2 separate regions of the Mus musculus genome follow, and region 2 is linked to region 1. Evidence: chromatin contacts called from public Hi-C data. All regions are on one chromosome and are shown on one strand. Each heading gives the region's core, a stretch centred on a gene start, on an enhancer-like site or on the middle of the called end of the contact. The rest is flanking DNA. Distances are from core to core; before and after follow the strand shown. Region 1 overlaps Gm35735 (a long non-coding RNA gene). Region 2 has its middle 12 kb from the start of 4930505K14Rik.

Region 1 (7,181 bases), core at 4,575-7,074:
TGTCACTGAAGGCAATCAAGGCAGGAACCTGAAGGCAGGAAATGCTTACTAGTGCACTTCCTCTGGCTTACTCAGTGAGCTTTCTTATATAATGTAGGACCGACCTACCCAAGGGTGGCACCACCCACAGCGGGCTACACCCTCCTGAAACCATCATTAATTAAGAAGATGCCCCCCCCCCCAGGCTTGCCTACCAACCTTAGTAAGAGAAGCAATCCCTCAGTGGAGATTTCCTCCTCCCTCAGGCCTCTAGCATACGTCAATTTTTTTCTTTTCTTTTCTTTCTTTTTTTTTTTTTTTCTTTTTTGGTGTTTTCGAGACAGGGTTTCTCTGTGTAGCCTTGGCTGTCCTGGAACTCACTCTGTAGACCAGGCTGGCCTCGAACTCAGAAATCTACCTGCCTCTGCCTCCCAAGTGCTGGGATTAAAGGCGTGCGCCACCACGCCCAGCTACGTCAAGTCTTAAAAACAGCACCAATATCCACAAGCGGAAAGATAACGTTGACCCCGATAAAATGAAAATTCCTGGTCCTCCGAGATTCACCTTCCTTTGGCCATGTTTGGCCAACTTTGGTGGATCGCTGTATGATCTGAGTTCTGTCCTATAGGAGACAACATTCCTTCACTCTTTAGACCCTGCTCTCTCCCCTCCCCCAACAACGCTTAGTCCTATGGCTGCAAGGGGCTACAGTGGAAGTTGGGAAATTTCACCCTTTCCCATCTGGCTTTTTTTTACGAACATAAAAGACTAGAGTCGCGACGGTGGGGCAGATATCTTGGATTCTCTGTCCCCTACCGCCTACTGGGCCTAAGGTGCTCTGCTCTTCTAAACTCCTACCTACAGATGTAAACGTAATGGGCCATTGCTGCCGATAATGGGAAGAGAAGCCATTAAGCCCCGGGTTTTATTCACACGGCCAATATTCTTTCTACAGTGTCGACTGCCTGGCGCAAATCGCATCTCCCGAGTGCTTTTATTATTTTTTTTAACTGTAAAATAAAAGAAAAATTGATATCAGTAGGCATGACCATTACAAATGTTCTTGTATATTAAGACAGAGCCCTTGCAAGGCAATAACAAAGCCATAAAGCACTAAAGGCAGAGAATTAGAACATCTAAGTTTACATATAAAAATAACATTAGCTTGGTCGTACTGGCTATGGTATTTTAAATTTCCAATTATTCGGCTAATTGCAAAATCTTAGAAGAGGACATGGAAAATGGGGAAATAAATTAATGTTGCCATGAAACGGTTTTCTTTTCTTTTCCTTTTTTTTTTTTTTTTTTTGGATTGCAACTTTGAAATAACTCCATGTCTTTCATTTTTAATGCATAAAAGGGAAGAAAGAGCAGAATGAAAATACCACCCTGCGGCACCCACGGTGACAGAGTCCACGGGGACTTTGATGTTAGAGACAAGCAGAGTTAAGAAAGGCCAGGTCACGTCTCACCTGCTGCTAACGTTCTACTGGGGGTAATGAAACTTCCATTCACTTTTCTAAGCGGCAGATACAATTCACCAGGAATATGTTAAACACACCCAAAGATCTCTTTAACTTGGGACTTGACGAAAACGGGTTTTTCTGGCTTTCGTCCTGATGATTGACAATTCCCCTTCTTTGTCCACACAGCTCTCTGACCCTCTGTATAGCGATGATCACCAGGACTCATCAGAAGCCGCCAACAGAAGACCGCCTTCACCTTGTCCTTTGTTCTAAGCATCCCTGGCCCTTCCTGCCAGGGACCATCTCTGTGACATGGTTCTCTATGGCACCCCAAACTCCTGCTGGTCACTCAGATTCCAATCCCATGCCCCGGTGACACAAATTGCACACTTCAGCCAGCACCGCCTACAAAATTATCAGGGGAAGCGGAGGAACAATGAATCCCTAACGTCCGTGGGAACATAGCTCTAAAGCAGAGACTTGTGTACCCCAGCATCTTCACTCGCCCCATTATTTTAACTACGCATGTGGCTATCCCAAACACTACTGTTTCCAGCTTCTTATGCAGTTGAACATAATAAGAGCACATGTCTGCCTCTGGCCAATAAATTATAAATGAAAACAGAAGAGAAACACTTTGCCCTTTCCCCCTTCTTCCATTTTATCTGTTGATGAGAAGGTGAATGCAATGGCCGGAGCTCCAGCAGCTATCTTGAGCTATGAAGTGGCATAGGACATGGGAATTATATGTAGCCGCCTGCGGCCACACTAACTGGATTCCTGAGTGGGAGGCAGGAGCTGTATGGGAGAGAACGACGAGGGGAATAATGGAGGCCAAGACTCGTTTCTGTTCAAGGCCCCCGAAGTTTACTGAGAGTCCGTGCTTATAAAGAGGGTAGGCCCATCCCACACCGGCCCATTCTTGGTGCCTGGAGCTAGCCCATAGGCGATCTACAGGGTGTGTCTCCGATGCATCTCCAGGACCTTTCAGCAGGAAGCCGAGTCATGGAGAAGAGCAAATAGAGCCGTCAAGGTCAGAAGGCTCTACCCTAGGTAATCTCCTTCTTAGTGGCAGCAAGGTCAAAGTCTGGATCAGCCTGCTTCAAGGCTGAGGGAGGCTACAATTATATATGAGGTGAGGGGGTGGGGATGTTGGGAGCTCTCTTGACTCTGGCATACTCTAGCTCAGTATCACAGAACAAGGAAGGAAACATGTCTTTCTTGATGGATCCACTGTTAGTAGCTGATTAGTTAGAACCAAATGTCATCTTGACTAAGCTTTAAAAAAAAATGTACAGATAACCAGACGGAAGCACTTTCATAAATTGAGATTTTTTATCTTCTGAACCATTTATTAGAAGTCTTCCTCCCATAGATCCCTGCCTTCTGACGCTCTTGTAGTCTCTGTGCTGGTACCCTCTAATGCCCCCTGCGCACTGCTATTTATTTATGTAGCCATTTGGTTGCTTGCTTCTTTGTGTACTTTTGAACCTGAGTTATGTAAATGCAGGGCATACTGTGATCATTGAGCTTCGGTTCTTGGGTCCAGGGTTATTTGTCCTATATCCCCTTGGGATCTGACAGCCGACTGGCTAGGTGATAAGAACAATGATATTACTATAAATGGGGGGGGGGCTCCAATGAGTATGCTCACAGCATGACTAACCAGGACACCTGGCAGGCAATTACGGCAGGGATTGTCAGGCAAGCAAGCTTCTCAACATTTGGTACAAGAAATAGAGTTCGGCAGACTGTCAGGCAGCGTCAAGTTTACATACAGAGCATGTCAGATTCTGTTAGGGTTTCCAGATATCCATCTCAACTTTCTCCTTACACTGCTTACCAATGATGTTTCAAATGGGATACAGGGAACTCAGAAAGAGGATGCATGGAGCTCAGAAAGATGAAATGCATGGCATGAGTTTTCTTTCATATGCTGAATCTCTGTCTCTCTGTGTATGCACATGGGTGTGTGTACACATATGTGTATGCAAGTGTGCATATGCACATGCACATGTGTGTATGCAAGTATGCATGCACACACACGTGTATGTGTGTGCATGCACGTTTGTATGCAAGTATCTGAGTGTATGTGTGTGTGCGCACATGCACGTATCTATGCAAGTATGTGTGTGCGCGTGCGTGCGAGTGTGTGCTCCTGTGTGTGTGTGTGTGTGTGTGTGTGTGTGTGTGTAATAAAAACAGAAGGAAGGAGAGTACAATTGAGAGTAAAACATGATCAAAGCACACACTATACACGCATGAAAATGTCATATTGAACCCTATTGATTTGCTACTTACTTTTTTTATTTTTGTTTTATGTGTTTTAGTGTTTGCCTGCATGCCTGTCTGTGCAGTATATGCATGCATGCAGTGCCTAAAGAGGCCAGAAGAGGGCACTGGATCCCCTGGGATGGGAGTTAGAGACAGTTGTGAGCTGCCACGTGGGTAGTGGGAATTGAACCCAGGTCCTCTGGAAGAACAGCCAGTGTTCTTAAACACTGAGCCATCACTCCAGCCCAAGCCCAGTTATTTTGTAAAAAAAAAAAAAAAAAAAAAAAAAATACTAATAACTGAACGGGCAAAGAAATGAGGAAGTATGGAAGCTACATCCGGGAAGCCTCCAAGCTCCCACAAATATATTACTTTTAGACACTGCTTGAAAAAAAAACAAAAAACCCATGTCCAACACATGGGCAAGAAAGCCTTAGTGTCCCAGCGTCCTCATCAGCCCGCCCTCAACCGTTACAGGTGGGCTTATCAAACGTAGGTTAAAAAAACCACTCTTGACAACAGCATCACTCCCCTGAGGCCAATCCTCCCAAGAAAATGGGACCCCTGGAGCCTTCTGCTTAAGAGTCATGCGCTACTACTGGTTAGCACAATATAGTGTTTCTTACTTCAAATTCATAAAACCAAACTTAGTAATACTTAGTAAAATGACCGGCGTTTGCCTTATGTGAATGGCTTTTCCCTGGCGTCTGAACTCACAGTGGCCAGCAGACACTATGGAGCACGTGCAGAGGATATAGGGAGGTGGGTTGGTGGGTGGGGGTGAAGAATGGCTATAGCCCAGGTCCTCTGACACAGACTGAATAAACATTTTTTCTTAGCCTCCACGAGCATCGAGAATCGCTTCCAGTAGAAACAGTAATTTGAGCTCGTGTCCCAGACCCCAAGGCAGCAGCTTGTGAAAGACATGTAATTATAAACCAACTTCCTTAATATACCAGTGCCCTGAAACGCCTGCTGGCCTTGGAAACCAGGGAAGCAAGCAGTGGCGACCATCCCAACTCCCTTAAACCTTGCATTCTTCTTTCAATGCTCCTTGCTTCATCAGCCTCTCTTTCATCCTGTTGCTCTCTACATCCACAAAGACCGATCCTGGGAGAAAATACATTTTAAAAAATCATCAAAATAAATTGTTACCCACTGTGTGTGTATTATTGTATACATATGTGTAATATAGGTATGCATATATGACACATACATGTATATATCATGTTCATATTTACATTTATAATAACCTCTCTCATATCCAAATTTACCCATATGTAATACATACATATACATATATGGGTGTATGTTTATCTTAAGTTATTTTCCCCCTCTTATTTTACTATCAGAAATGTCTGTTAGGGGGAAATCTCACAGGGTCCAACCCTAGGCAAAGAGCTGATGGCCAGTAAAGAAAGCTGAGAACAGGAGAAATAGTCTTCCCCAAGGATGAGTCTCTGAGTTGGTTATCCAATGCCAAATGGTCAGCCCTGTCATTGTCTACACACAAGCAATGCTAAACAGATCCTGCGAGTTCTGTTTAGATACTTTATGCATTTATATATAACATATAGGTGATATATATACATGTATATATATATATATATATATATTGAAGAAAGAGAGGCCATGAGTTTGAAGGAGATATAAATAGGAAGGACTAGAGAAGAAAGGGAGATGGGGGGAAAATGTAATTATGTTTTAATTTTAAAAATTATCTTACCAACCTTAAACCTTCAAACGCCCCTTAGTAAGTAACCTTGTGTTTTTGCCTTCGGCCCCTGATTCCTGAGTACAACAGATTAGAACTCCTCCTGTTTGAAGAGGACCATGCGCCCAGGTTTGGGATGGGGCCGAGGGTCAGCAAGCACATCCTTTGGTGTCATCTCTCTTCTAGGCATTGTGCAAGAGGACAAGACATCTTCTGCTATGAGTGCTACAGGCAGGCTCGTGGAAGACAGAGGCGTGGCAGATGAGCCAACCACAGAGCGATGACAGCTGAAGCTATTAGCAATGACGTCGTGTTGTACTGTAGACCTTGAGGTCGATGACCTACACAGCTAAAAATAGATCCTAGGTTAGTAAGGACCTGGGCAGGTAGGTAAAGGTGTTGAACCAAGCCTAAGGGCGGTGTGAGCCAGGCCAATCACCAATTTCAGAGTGGCTCTAAGAAACTGTGTAGGTGGAAATTGGATCTGGCCACGGGTGTTTGGTGATTTTGCAAGAGGAACTCTGGTGTGGGCCCTCTTACTTTTTTCTAGGAGTAAGAAAGCTACTCAGGTGGCAGCATAATGACCCTTAACTCTCAGGACACCCACCTGGGAAAGAGCCTGGAGTGTTTTATACACTGTCCTTTGGGATATGTCAAAAAGGGACAGGAGGCGAGACAAGGCCACTAAGACTCTGTGAGACAGGAAAAATGAAGAAGAAATGAGATTTTAATCTTCCTTCTAAGCCATATTATGCATAATAATGGCTCATTCTAATCTTTTTGTAAGATGAGCAGTAATTTAGATACACTAAAGTCAATATTTAATTACCCATGAGTTCAAATAATTTTCCCTTTGCTAATGTAAAATTCTTGCCATTAGGAAGAAAAATCCAGTTAAAAAGAGTAAGCTTAGGCTTAAATAAAGGCATGCTTTCAAACATGGTTTAACTTGTTGGGCTCATCAAATCAAGGTTTTATGTTAAGTAAGACAGAAAGTGCCCAGAATACCGGCACAGAAAATGGTCATTTATTCTTATTTTTAAAACAAAACAAAAAAATACTATGTTATAAAAAAATAACATAATAATATGTTATAATATTAGAGATGCAAGTTGCTGGCCTTTCCAAACTTGCCACTCCATTTGGAAGATCTATGAATTATTTGAAAATGTTCAGCATTTAGGTTCTGCTGGGCCTGTTCCACAGCCTCATCTACCGCAGGGCTCTGGGTCAGAACTCATTCTCCTTTGTGGGCTGGGGAGGCCAGCTGGTCTCAGCAACTTGGATTTAGCTTCCGGTGTCAAATGGGTCTTCATTGCTGACAAACTATTCTGCTCACCTGAAGTGAAGATGCTACGAGTAACACAGCCACAGCACCACCCGGCTGCAGCCGGCACAGTACATGCAACATGCCTGCAGTCAACACACATATGCAACATACCTGAAACCAAGACATCTGCAGCCAACATAGTACATGCCATATACCTGCAACCAACATACTGCATTCAATAAACCTGCATCCAACACAGTACATGCAGTACAGGAAATATCTTTTTGTCTTCATCGTTAACGACACTGCCACTGACCAGTTGATCTCTACAGTCGTTACGCCAGCTGATATTCTTTAGCAGGTGGTTAGCGTCTTTGGGCATTCTGGCCATTTGCAGGGGTCTGCCTGCTTACTCAATAGGAGGCCTTCAGACAAATGCAGGCAAGCCCAATTATTTTAAATGCGATCTGAGCTTTCC
Region 2 (6,522 bases), core at 2,066-4,565, 210 kb before region 1:
TTCCCTTGACATCTTGTTTCCACCTCAGCTACGTGGAGGAAGAGTCGCAGTGTTTGTTTATTCCTCTGGTTCCCCTTTCCTCCTGATGGTAAGAGCAGGTCCCTTTGGGCCCCCAGCTCCCACCAGGAGCACCCCACCCCCAGCTCTACTAGGAACCCTTTCTGGGTTTTAGCATCGCCTTCTGTACCTGCCCCTTGAGGTTTCAGTAGGAAGCAGCTTCCTGCATGGACACCCAGGGGTTGGTTTGCCTCTGTCTATCTCTGTAAACTTCTGGAAACATCTTTATTAATTTCTCTCCAGTCAACCCTTAGAGGTGTTAGCTCTTCCTGCAAGGTTTTGATTGAGTCACAGAACCAGAAAACCCTCTTTGTGCCTCCATTTCTCTTCTTTTAAGTGAGAATTCATATCCACCTTGTTAATGAGGATCTTCTCTAACAATGACTATAAGCCAAGTGACATCTGAAACCTGTTAACTTCTCTGTACAAGCCTCTGTAATCATCAGAGTGAGCGTCACAGACTAGGTCCTTGGTCCAATGTCTTCCTTCACTTATGCTAATTTTTGTATTAATGGGCAGGTTAATGGGTGCCTTTATGCCGAAGCACCAAAGCATCACAGAAGATTGTCACAACCGTGCTAGTCAACGCTGCGGTCCTGACTACAGACGCAGAGGCCAGACTGCCAGAACCCCAGGCCCTTATGAGTGTTATGTGCTGTGTTTCCTGGCGTATACTAGCCTGTTGCTTCCTCTTTTCCATCTTGCCGACTCCTTCCACCTGCAAAACAGAAGCTGCCCGAGTCCAGCTGTTGTTTATATGGAGGTACATCAAGGCCAGGGAGAGCAAACATTTAACAGGGGCTCTGCTGGGGGCCGGGAGCAGCCTCTGAGTGTCCTTTGCTCCTTTGGTAGCTGGACACTGGGTCCTTCCTACTCCGTGTCAGCAGTTCAGAAGCCTGGCGAATACAATTACTCTAAGACTCTGGACTTGAGCTGTTCATCCCAGCAAGGAGCAGGCTGGAAGTTTCTGGAAGCTTAGAGTCAGCAGGCAGGTTGAGGTGTCTGGAAGGACAGACCCCACCTCATTCAGCCTGGACAGATGCTGCCCAGGTGCCTGAGTGGTGAGAGCCACCGAGAGCAATCTCGACTCCCGGAGGCAGAGACATCCTGGTACTCATTGTTGCAAGATGAGAAAGTATGCCCTCCATCCCTCAAGGCAGCCAGTGTTGCATGAATGGCACGATCTATAGACTGTGGGTCCATTGTACAGTTTCGCCCCATGGCCATTCAATTCATGTCCCCACCAATGCCCAGGAATTCCATTCTCCTGTCACGGAGTGAGTACCATGACTATTTCCTGCAGAGGGAAGTTTCTCAAAACAGCCCAGACAGCAGCCTTTGGTTGATTTGTGCTATCCTGGTGCTTAGCTAGCAAGGCCCAGAAAGACTGGGTCAGACAGAAACCAGCACCACTTGGCTAGAGTTCCCAAGGATACCAAAAAGCTCTTCAAGGACCAGACATCTCTCTCCGTGAGTGTAGAGTGCTCCCTTAGGATGTTCTAGTCCTCCCTTCTTCACTATAGTCGTGTGCATTGCGTTGATTCTGATCACTGGTGGACTTAACTGTGGGTCCTTGAAGGTTACAGTGAGACATTCCTGTCGTCTGGCAATATTGTAGGTGACTTACTTTGTGACACACTTGGAGATGTTCCTGTATTGGAATAGCTCGATGCAATCCTGAGAGCAGCTTCTGTGTTTAAGCAATAGAGGAAAGTCTAGTTTCCCCGTTTCTTAGGGCAAGCAGGACCATTTCTTGTTACGTTCTTTGCTTTTTTTTTTCTCCTTTTCCTCTTCCTCTTCCTCCTCCTCCTCCTCTTCTTCTTCTTCTTCTTCTTCCTCCTCCTCCTCCTCCTCCTCCTTTGATGCCGCTGCTGCTGCCACTGCTGCCTCTTCCTCTTCCTTTTGGTTGCCCATTGAGACAAGGTCTCACTATGTAGCCCCAGATAGCCTGGAACTCAATATATAGCTCAGGCTGGCCTTGAACTCATGGAGACCCCTGCCTCTGCCTCCAGAGTGCTGGGACTGAAGGCGAGCCCCACCACACTCGGTCATTTACTGTGGTGGGTCATTGGCCCAGGGAGTGGCACTATTAGGAGGTGTGGCCTCGTTGGAGGAAGTGTGTCACTGTGTGGGGGTGAACTTGGAGATCCCCCTCCTAGCTGCCCGGAAGGGAGTCGTCTGCTGCTTGTCCTTAGAACAAGATGTAGAACTCTCAGCTCCGCCTGCACCATGCCTGCCTGGATGCTGCCATGTTCCTGCCTTGATGATAATGTACTGAACCTCTGAACCTGTAAGCCAGCCTCAATCAAATGGTGTCCCTTACAAAAGTCATGGTCTCTCTCTCTTCATAGTAACAAAACCCTAATGAAGATGCCTGACATGTTCATTTATTTGTGATTTCTTGGCTCTTTATCCTTATAGCCCCCTAATATAAGTGTATATAGATTATGATCATTTCTTTTCGTTGTTCTAAAATGACATTTGGCTTGGTTTTGATACTATCTGACCTCTCCACCTTTTTGCAGTTAGCTCACTGTTCAGTTTGCAACTACATCTTTCCCCCGGTTCCCATGTGGGCCACCATTCCTCGGTCCTAGCAAATGTTACCTTGAAAAAAAAAAAAACTTCTTATCTTATGTAGACGGGTGCTTTGCCTGCACACACATGTCTATGCACTGTATGTGTGCATGCAATGCCTGTGGAGGCCAGGGGAGGGCCTTAGACCTCCTGGAACTGGAATTACAGTGGCTGTGAGCCACCATGTGGGTGCTCTTCTGGAAGAGCAGTCAGTGCTCTTAACCGCTGAGCCATCTTCTCCAGACTCAAATGTCATCTTGCTTTTGAGCAGTCATGTCTCTTACCTCGGGAAGTCTGAGCTGACATCCTGGGGACTCTACTGAGGATGGCTGACCCTCTTCCCATTCCTTTATGCTCGGTACTCTGGTGGGGCCCTGTTTTTTATTATTCCCACAGAGGAAAGAGCATGAGGCAGCTCGATTTCCAGGGCAGCTCCCTAGTCATGGAAGGTGGAATTAGCCCTGGGACCTCGATCTCCTCTTCTGGCCCACGGGTCTTCCAGGGCTTCCGCTGGGCTCATTTTCCTCCTGGGCTAACCCTAGGGGCCTGTAACAACTGAACTCCATTTGTCAGCTTGCTATGCTGAGGTAAGCCTGCCTTCCCGGGGAATCATTACCAGATGGAACCTGAGGGAGGGAGCGAGGCCAGGTATTTCCCCACGTCATGGAACACGAGGCCCTGGTGACTCAGTGAGGTCAGGGAGCTAGTGGTGGTAGCAGCCACAGTTGGCAGGTGGCAGCCTGGAGGGAGGGGGAACATTAATGATTGCCTCCCTCCCTCCCTCCTTCCCTCCCTTCCTCCCTTCCAGCCCGCCTCATTTCTGTCAGGCCTGTGATTTCATCATGCACACCTTTGTAAACAATCCATTTAGCAACCAAATTATACACTGGGTAATTACAGCTTCCAGCCTCAGTGTCAGGGGTTCCCGGCTCACAATCTGCTTTTGGTACTATTGCAGGCTGGGATGGGGGGAGGTGGGGGAGGAGGGGTTTGTTGAAGTTTTAAGGAGACAGGAGGGAGAGCTGGGGCATGGGGGTTGCCCTGCCTTGCCTTATGTTAATTGATTCTTGTGTGTGGGGGGTCTTAGTTTGACACTTCTGGAATTGAGTTTGGATTGTTGATTAGATTGCTATTGGAGGCCAGGTTGGAGAAGTTGGCTGGGAGGAAGAGGCAGTCCGGTTACGGTTATGGGTCAGTCCTCTGCTGCGGAGGAGGGAGTCTCACATCACAGCACCTTGCCAGCCTTGTCTCTCTGGAGGTTGCTTTGCTCTGTATCAGCGCCTAAGCTTTGACCCAGAAAAGCAGCCAAGGAAGGAGCTGTGGGGTGGGCAGGCTAACGGGAGGGGACCTGGCCTCCGCTGAAGGCTAGCTCTTCCATTTAAAGGGAACTGTGGTGACGGCAGTGAAGAGTGTGGAGTGTGCAACTCATGCTGAGCGTGTGCTCATGGTTCTGCGTTCGAGTCCCGGCACCCAATGGATGATGACGTAACAGAGTCGTCCAGAGATTTGCCCATACACAGTGGCCCCAGTGAAAATTGAATAGAGGCAGGGGAGGGTTGCAAACACGGTAACCATGGTGTGTCTGAAGAGAGTTGGGCTAGCTCCATGTGTGTGGGAAAGGGTGTGTTTCCGGGTTGATACACAGTGTTTCTGATAGTGGTGGTAGGGCTTGTGGCCTTACACTGCCCGAGAGGTTTCATTGACGAAGTGTCCATGGGAACCCTCAGCCATTCTAGCATTCTGCTTTCCCACGCGGAGCATGCATGTGTAGCCCGCAGTTCGAAGCTGGGGTTCCCTATGCAGACACATGGTCTCTCTGAGGCAAAGTACCATGGATTAACACAAGTGTAGTATGAAACAGTAACTTTGGAGGGAAATGAGACTCAAGTGCTTCGGGCCGCACCTGCCTGTCCCAGAAGGCTTTGCATCTTGTCTTACGTCACCTTCCCCAGTCTTGCCCCTCTAGCCGGATGCTTCTTGGTTCAGGAAGAGGACAGAGAGGCTGGGCTATGGTGGCGCTCTATGGGAAAGGACAGGAGACTTACAAAAGCACCACTCTGGGCCTCGTGTCTGTGTCACGGTGTTCAAAAAAATAAATACAAATAAGAGCTGCAACTGTTGTAAGATGTCACTGTGGTCACTGGGCAGTGTTTGCCAATGGCAGCCGTCATCTAAGAGGGGACCACATGGCTTTGACAAGATCATGGAGAAGTGGGTGTAGAAGCATCCCAAACAGTGGCATGCCAGCCACAGCTTCCTGTCTCTCTGGAGCCCTAAAAGATGGTGGTCTTTTTCTGGCTTAGGCTACAGCTCTGAGAACTTTAACACGGGAGCATTCCCAGGCTCTGCTGTGAATCCTGAAGGTTTAGACTCACAATGGTTTCAACCTTCCTAATGCTGCAACCCCTTAGTACAATTCCTCATGTCGTGGTGACCCCCCAGCTATAGTGGGTCTATCTCAGACTGTCAGCGATATAATGACAGAGAGGCTTTTTAATATTCTAAAGCTTAGGCCTTTCAGCTAGGACAGTCTCCCCACTACTCTAACCCCACTAAACTAAACTAATCCTGGCACGATGTCCCACCACGTGGTCAGCTCTGCTCTGCTCCGCTGGCTGACTCTCTCAATCTCCCTCTCCCCTCCCCTCCCTTTCCCCTCTCCCTCTCCCTCCTCCCTCCCCCTCGTACTGCCCTCCATTTCCTGCTCAGCTACTGGATGTCAGATCTTCACTTCAGCCAATCAGATGCAATTCTAGACTGCTTTAGGCTGTCGAAGAAGAACTAATATTTACAAAATAGAAAACCTAGTAACGGGCTGTAGAAATGAGAATACCAGAATCCCGTCAGCATTTAGTTCTCCGCAGGGTACAAATTTAACCATTGAATATACAGAGACACACTCTCACACAATGTACCCCAACACCCAACCATAAATTTTTTTTCTACTTAATAACTTATTTTATGAATTGTAATGTAAACATCTGCTATGGGACATCCAACGCCCCCAGCCCCACAGGGTTGTGACCCACAGGTTGAGAATCACTGCCTTAGGACCTGTGGTGGCTCCAGGGGCACTGCCCACCCTTCCCAGAATTCTATGAAACTACAATTCTGTGTGTTTAAAATTCATTCAAGTGTTCCCACAAATGCAGTGGACCCATTTGCTTAGGCAAACTATTAGCATAAATTTGCATATCAGTTTCATAATTAAACTGTGAGTAGGAAGTAAAGGCTAATTACACACAAATGGCATCAGTCACCATGATGAAAACTGTATACGATAATTCTGTCCCCTGCTTTTGAAGTCCCAAGTGAGTGTTACTTATGATTATATGTCTGTGTTCATCACTCTTTTACCATCTGCTTTGTGCTGGGGTGGGAATGGAATTTCAAGGCATCTTTAGACCATAAAAAGATTAAAACCTGATGGAGAAAGGAAGTCAGATGGATATTGGTAGAATTGAGACCAGCACCAACCAAGAATTCTGCAAGACACCATTGGTAATAGGGTCACGTTGAGGGGCCTTGGATACAAGATGTGTGCAGAGACAAAATCGTATGCTTGAGTTCTTTGTATAAAAGAGTGTATCCTAGCGCTTGTGTATAGCCTGTGAACAGCCTTCTGAGTTCTTATGTATGCTTATTGGTTTATCTTGGGGTGGGTGGGGGCTGGGGATGCAGTGGAGGTGGGCAGGCAAGTGGACAGCGAGCATGTGGTGGTCAGAGGAGAACGTGGTGCTAGAGTCAGTTCTTGCCTTCCTCCTTGTGGGTCCTGGGGGATTGAACTCAAGTCATCAGGATGGGCAGCAAGGGTCCCTATGTCATCAGCCATCTTGCTGGTCCCCACCTGAACACTTCAAAGCATCTTTAGATGATTAGCAAAGCCTC

The links. A called contact is a pair of places that touch in the nucleus more often than the background predicts.
Region 2: a contact with region 1 is called in a Hi-C map of the HPC-7 cell line, with 2.3 times the contacts expected there. The contact joins two enhancer-like sites. A contact is called at or near these places in 2 of 39 promoter capture datasets (the C10 cell line and neutrophils), 1 of 15 datasets of contacts at CTCF or cohesin (large pre-B cells), 6 of 484 Hi-C or Micro-C datasets (the HPC-7 cell line, bone marrow-derived macrophages, embryonic stem cells and 2 more), 5 of 115 datasets of contacts at active chromatin or transcription factors (bone marrow-derived macrophages, embryonic basal ganglia, fibro-adipogenic progenitors and 2 more) and 1 of 9 other capture datasets (embryonic stem cells).

What each region holds. Positions count from the first base shown.
Region 1 is chr5:148,575,999-148,583,179 of GRCm38.p6, reverse strand. Gm35735 (a long non-coding RNA gene) reads right to left here. Exons shown (of 7, transcript XR_001785050.1): 4 at 6,773-6,918; 5 at 6,041-6,125; 6 at 5,450-5,782; 7 at 4,126-4,829. It overlaps Gm35994 (predicted gene, 35994), which reads left to right. Exons shown (of 3, transcript NR_168911.1): 2 at 1,340-1,474; 3 at 1,632-2,069. Among named protein-coding and RNA genes, the nearest start is that of Gm35735, 7.4 kb to the right of the region's middle. Within about 2 kb of position 5,824, at least 8 of the 459 cell types and tissues checked have an H3K27ac peak or open chromatin away from gene starts, as enhancers often do.
Region 2 is chr5:148,786,239-148,792,760 of GRCm38.p6, reverse strand. No RefSeq gene overlaps it. Among named protein-coding and RNA genes, the nearest start is that of 4930505K14Rik, 12 kb to the right of the region's middle. Within about 2 kb of position 3,315, at least 76 of the 459 cell types and tissues checked have an H3K27ac peak or open chromatin away from gene starts, as enhancers often do.